2 separate regions of the Sus scrofa genome follow, and region 2 is linked to region 1. The links are chromatin contacts, called in public Hi-C maps. All regions are on one chromosome and are shown on one strand. Each heading gives the region's core, a stretch centred on a gene start, on an enhancer-like site or on the middle of the called end of the contact. The rest is flanking DNA. Distances are from core to core; before and after follow the strand shown. Region 1 overlaps EHD4 (EH domain-containing protein 4). Region 2 holds the start of MAPKBP1 (mitogen-activated protein kinase-binding protein 1).

Region 1 (3,331 bases), core at 561-3,060:
ACTGCAGATCCTCAGTAATGGTTGGCTTGTAAAAAGAAAACTGAATCAAGAGAAATTAAGATTAATATACCAAAGTCAAAGAGCATGTTTATGAAACAGAAACATTACAAAGAGAACTCAGGTGACTCCTCGTCCATTTCAGCAACAAGTTCACAAATGGAACATAAAACTGCAGATGATGTAGAAGTGGATGGCACTGGTTAGCTGCCAAGGCCATTGTGCTGAGTTCGGCTTCTTATCCACCCCAGACTCTGTTTCCTGCCCCCCTTCGTGGCATGGTACCGCCCCAGGAACACGCTGGCACTGAGCAGCTGAGGCTGGAAACATCCGTACTTCAAACATTTTCTTTATGAAAAGGAACAAGCCAGATACTATTCTTAGGGAGAAAAAAAAGGACAAGCTTTCTTCCTAGAAGTAAGCTCAGCAAGTTGACCGCCCCCTGCCCCCCACCTCCACACAAGGGCTTTCATTATTCCCAGCATCGGGACACAGCAGCGTTCTGTGCCTTTCTAAACCCAGGCCCTGCTGGCCCCTTCACGGGGCCCAGGGCTCAAGGATAGCAGTGAAGTCCCATGTACTTGGCTCCTCCAGTGAGCTTTCCGCTCTTTATTTATTTCTATGACTGAACACAGCTGCATCTTGAGTCCATTGGCCTTCAGCAACGACTTGTAAATTAAAAAGGAGGGAATGGGATGGACTAGGAGTTTGGGGTTAGTGGATGCAAACTATCGCATGTGGAGTGGATAAGCAATGAGATTCTGCTGAACAGCACAGGGAACTATATCTAATCACTTGTGATGGAACATGATGGAGGATAATATGAGAAAAAGAATGTGTATAAATGTATAACTGGGTCACTTTGCTGCCCAGAAGAAATTGACAGAACATCGTAAATCAACTATAATAAAAAAAATTAAAAAAAAAAAAAGTCCATGGGCGTCGAAAAGTAGTTCAAAAGATCTCGAAATCTGCAAAGGCCATGGCATCATTTACCAGCCTTGGTTATAAAATCACATTGGGTATTAGGTATCCTGAAGGTTAAGTTCAGCAGTATTAGCTGGAGAAGAGAAAGATCCCATGCTGGAGGTGTCTGTCTGTGTGTGTTTGTGTCACTAAATGGGCAAAAACAGACTTCCTGCCATCAAGCATCAGGCCCAGGACGAGTGGGGGAGGGAAACCATTTCAGGAGAGCTGCAAATAAGTGGATTTACGTGCCTTGCAGAACTGGAACAAAAGTGGCCACAGTTCCGGGAGGAAAGCAGCTTGTACCAGGAAGAAAAGATAAAAAGCAGCGAGTCACAGGTGCACATGTGACTCCAGATCATCTGTGCCACAGGGAAGAGGGCATGAGTGGGCTGGGTGCAAATCTGAGTGGGGAGGAAGAGCAGATCCAGGGATGATGGGTGGGGCCCGCTGCTGGGGGGGTGGCTTTTTCATCATGGAGAGGGAGGCTGCCCTGTGAGTACACTGGCAGGAGGGCAGTGATAATGGGCAATGAGGATGTCAGGTGCTGGTCACCTGCCAGCAGGTAGCCTCAGTGGAGCCCTCCCCACCCCCACTCCACGCTGGCCCCTGCTCGGGGCGCAGTGTCCACATCCCAGCAGCACACAGCCCACCATTCCGTAACAGAGGGGTTTGCCCTCCACCAGACTAGGCTACCCAGCCTTGGTCCAGGGGTGCTCAACAGCTGTTGACCAAATGAGGCAAAGTGGTGGTCGACTCCAGGAGGCCAGCCTGTGGGCCCCAGGGCCAGGGCAGAAGCCATTCACAGAGCAGCAAGAGGAAGTGGGAAGGGACATGGGTTCTTTGCTACCAGAAAACAAAGAAGTGAACTGACCGCACTTCCTGACCTGGGTATCAGTGGATTTGGAGGGCAGGCTGAGAAAAGGTTCTAGTGGAAGGGACAAGGCTGAAGCAGAAGGTGAGACTGAGAGCCAGGAGGGCTTTTAGTCCAAACTTTGTTACTAGTGGATTAGGTGACCCTGAAGAAATCACTCATCCTACCTTGGGCTTGTAAAACTAGGGAGTCAGGATAGACCTCTGGTTCCCAAACTTGGCTGATCATCAGAATCACCTGGAGATTACGTGTACACATGCACACCTGTATCAGGGCTCTGGGTGCTTCGGATGATCACAGGGACTAGATAAACTCTAGAGGCACTTATGGCCTTAGACGAATGTGACTTTATGAAATATACACATAATTTTTTTTTGGTCTTATTTTAGGACCGCACCTGCAGCATATGGAGATTCCCAGGCTAGGGGTTGAATTGGAGCTGTAGCCACTGTTCTACACCACAGCCACAGCACCAACACCAGATCCTTAACCCACCGACTGAGGCCAGGGATCAAACCTGTGTCCTCATGGATGCTAGTCAGATTCCTTTCCGCTGAACCATGATGGGAACTCCATACACATAATTTTAAAAGAACAATTTTTTCCATACTTTTTCTTCGAGGAGTCTCACATGCTCCTTGCTCTTCAGAGATAGGACAGAATGGACTATACTACTTGGGGTGGTCAGCAGATTATCACCCACCCTCCTGGGGCACAGACTCCTGGGGCTGCTGAAAGGCTGAGCTGCGGGGTGGGGTTGGGGGAGCGGGAGCCATCACCTGGAAAGGGGAGGTGGCGAGCCTCTCAAACCAGCACATGTGGCAGGCTGGGCTGAGCCAACCTTCCTCTTGAGGCCCCTCTGTGTCCAGGCGGTGACACAGAGTTCCCTGCCTTAGGCACAGAGTGATGAGTGGTGGTATCGCGGCACCCCACTGGTCCCATCAATGCTATCTCTCTGGCTCAGCAGGTTACATTCCCACCATCCTAACATAACAGCAGCTTCCGGTCGGTGAGCGCATGGATGCCTCCCCATGCGCCAGGTGCTACACCAAGCACTCTGCACACCAGGTCCGCTGAACCCTCCCATGCACCCCAGGGTATGTTCTTACTGGCTCCATTTTACAGATGAGAAAACAGGTTTGGAAAGGTTGAGTCATCTGCCCAAGATCACAGAACTAGGAGCCAGACTCTAAAGAGGGATGTGGGAGTTCCTGTCCTGGCTCAGTGGAAATGCATCTGACCATTATCCATGAGGTTGCAAGTTAGATCCCTTGCCTTGCTCAGTGGGTTAAGGATCTGGCGTTGCCGTGAGCTATGGTGTAGGTCACAGATGCAGCTTGGATCTAGTGTTGCTGTGGCTGTGGTGTAGGCTGGCAGATACAGCTCCAAGTCGACCCCTAGCCTGGGAACCTCCAAATGCTGCAAGTGTGGCCCTAAAAAGATAGGAGGGGAAAAAAAAAAAAGAGGGATGTGTATGGTGAGGCTCTCTTCGAA
Region 2 (3,066 bases), core at 39-2,538, 150 kb before region 1:
GACCTGGGACTTTTTTTTTTTTTTTTTTTTTTGGTCTTTTTGCCTTTTCTAGGGCCGCTCCCGAGGCATATGGAGGTTCCCAGGCTAGGGGTCTAATTGGAGCTGTAGCCACTGGCCTATGCCACAGCAACAGCAACACCAGATCCTTAACCCACTGAGCAAGGCCAGGGATTGAACCCAAAACCTCATGGTTCCTAGTCGGATTCGTTAACCACTGAGCCACGACGGGAACTCCATGGGCCTGGGACTATTATTTTCTGAGCTTAAAGCCTCTTCCCAACTTGGCACTTAAAAGGCTGCAGGGTTGGGAGTTCCCTTGTGGCACAGTGGGTTAAAGATCTGGTGTTGTCACTGCTGCAGCTTGGGTCACTGCTGTGGCACGGGTTCAAACCCTAGCCTGGGCATGGCCAAAAAATAAAGATAAAAAAAGGCTGCTTGGTACATACGTATCATAGACAATAAAGGTTGGATTAAATTGTGAAGGATTAAAAATATGTGGTTTTGGCCCTAAACTGGAAGCATCTAGATTCTAGACTAAAGAAATCTCTTCATTACACTGTTCTCAGTTTTTCGCTTAGATCAGCTTAGACAAGGAAAGCAGGAGCTTATATTGTCTCTGCAACTTCAGCTTCAGATGGGAATAAATTGTGGAGCATTTTCTCTGTGGGGATAAACCAGGGTAGCTTTGGATAGAAAATGTCCAATGGCATTTTGTAAACCCGTTTCCTGGCCATGAGTTACGTAGGTGAGAAAACCACTAGTGGACACAAAAATGATCTGGAGAGAATGAGGAACAACTTTAGTGGGTAAAGATGGTGGTTGCTGGGGAATGCAGCACGCAAGTAAGGACACCAGGTGGCACTCTTTATTCACTAGCATTGTTATATTGAGTTCTCTTCCCCACCCCGCCAAAAAAGAAAAAATCACAGGCTAGCAAGGAGTTGAGGAACCAATCCCTTTTCTTACTGTTGTGGCTAATGACTCTTGCTGCCTCCTCCAGATTTGAGAAATGTGAAAACTCCATTTTATATTTCATTACATCAGCAGTACATGGTTGAAGGGAAGGAAGAAGCCTCATACTTCCAGTAGCCATTGCCATTTGGTCTTCTAGGAGATGACTTTCCTGATCTTTGTGTCAATTTGTTAGCTTTACAGTTCTCATTTTAATACCTGCTGCGGTACACACAAGTACATACCTGTTTTGCCGTTTGTCTGTACAAGAGCCTTCATTTCAATCGGTTTAGGAATCTTTCCCTCTTGCTAACTTGTCATCTCCCCCAAGGGTTCCAAGGACCTGGATTGGATAAGATACATCAGTGTTCTGTTTTTCTGGGGCCCAAGTCTTTGGGCATAGGCTAACCTCTTTGTAAGGTAATTTCTCAAAGTAGCAGTGATTCGGGAAGGTTCCTAGAAAATAAACTTAGGCTGAGGTACATATGAAGTACTCTGTAAAGTATTTCTGTGCATGCTCCACCACACCCCCTGTCCCATGTGCTATTAAAACTATTAAATCTAGTGCCAGCAAGCTTAGAAGTGACCTCGCCAAAGGGAAAAGATTTCAGAAGTAAATTTTGACAGGAATATGGAAAGATCTGGAGGAACAAAGTCCTGTATTACTCTGGATGAGAACTCGATGGGACATTGGAGGCTAAAGAAACCATGAAACATTATTTCCCATAGGCACATCGACACACTTCAGCTCTCCGAAATCTCTTCTAGGCCATCAGCTCCCTCCCCTTTATTCTGTGGGGGCCAATTGTGTTGCCTAGTTCAGTACACTTCTCAGCGATCAAAAGAGTTACTCATTTCCACGTAGGTCAACGTGCTGGACAGGCGGCGAGCAGAAACTATTTTAACCGCTTTAAATCCCAGCGCTTGGGGGGTCCATGGGAACAGAGCCTTTTGGCTGTACCTCACTCTTGTAATTCTGAGCTGGAAGTTAGTTTCCCCGCTGGTCCCTGGGGCCTATCTAATGCCAATTGTAGTACCTTGGGGGCGTGGCTACCGTCTAGTTGGGGCTCTGGGAAGTGCATTTCTCTGGGGGTGACCAGGCCTGATAATACCATAAAAGGCTTGATTTTCTCAATTCTGAAGCCGCGTTCTGCAGACCTTCTTCTAGGAACAATACCCACGACTGCTTGGTGGTGAATCCGTGGTTCTTGGGTCCCTGCCCTTTACTTCCTGGGCTGTTTCGTTGCCCCGCCCCCACAAGCCGTAGCCGTCCACTCTAGAAACGCCCTCATGCGTACAGACCGCACCCCCTGCCTCGGCTCCTCCTACCCAGCCCAAAGCTGAGCCCTGGCGGTAGTTCGCGTTTTGAGCCGCTCGTGCCACCATAGCTTCTGCTGCCGCTGCCCCGGTGGAGCTGAAATCGCTGAGCGCGATGCCTGAGGGCGCTGTGAGCCGGGCGGCCCCGGCGCCCGGGGGCTGGTGAGCCTGGGCCCGAGCGGGGGCGCTGGCGAGTGGCAGGGGCTTCTGAGGGAGCTGAAAGTGAAAAAGGTCTAGGGCTCCTGTGGAGGGCCGAGAGCGAGCTCAGGAGGGTCGTGGGTGGGGGAGGGAGGCTCCTGTGGCAGAACGTGTTGCAGGGCCACAAGGCGACCCGCCGACCTGAGTCCCCCTGCGGGCGCCAGCGCAGGTGCCCAGGCCCCCTGCGGGACTCCTTGGTGGCCTCCTTCTTTGGACGCTGCAGTTGCCATGAGAACAGTTGGGAATTAACGGGAATCAGACCGGCCACTAACCCTTCTAGGGCCCATCCCATCCTTTCAGTTGAACGCTTCTGGCAGGTGTGGGCCTTGCATTTCTTCACAGCTGAGACTTTTTAACTCTCTTTTTCATGAGTCTGTCCTTCAGGCTTTGTAAGAAACCGCGCAGGGCTTGGCGGCGGGATGAGAAGGGAGAGGGTAATACCTAGAAATAAGAGCTTCAGACAGGGCTAGGCAGAAGTTAAGGTGGCCTCTGCCATCTCAGGTCAGTGAGAGGGCATACTGGAAGGCCTCGTGGAGTGGGAAAGCAGTGCTGCTGTTGAGACTAGTCCCAGGATTGGGCCCAAGAACTGACCCCCGGGCG

Evidence for each region. Hi-C and Micro-C count contacts between places; a contact is called where the count stands out from the background.
Region 2: a Hi-C map of alveolar macrophages shows a contact between it and region 1, with 1.6 times the contacts expected there. The contact joins the promoter of MAPKBP1 here to the enhancer-like site in region 1. A contact is called at or near these places in 5 of 47 Hi-C or Micro-C datasets (alveolar macrophages, brain, embryonic fibroblasts and 2 more).

The regions. Positions count from the first base shown.
Region 1 is chr1:129,440,875-129,444,205 of Sscrofa11.1, reverse strand. All of the region lies in intron 4 of EHD4 (EH domain-containing protein 4), which reads right to left. Among named protein-coding and RNA genes, the nearest start is that of SPTBN5, 19 kb to the left of the region's middle. Within about 2 kb of position 1,810, at least 17 of the 83 cell types and tissues checked have an H3K27ac peak or open chromatin away from gene starts, as enhancers often do. A contact at or near this core is called in alveolar macrophages, where this site is marked.
Region 2 is chr1:129,587,306-129,590,371 of Sscrofa11.1, reverse strand. It overlaps MAPKBP1 (mitogen-activated protein kinase-binding protein 1), which reads left to right and starts at 1,288. Exons shown (of 32, transcript XM_021097365.1): 1 at 1,288-2,430; 2 at 2,968-3,066.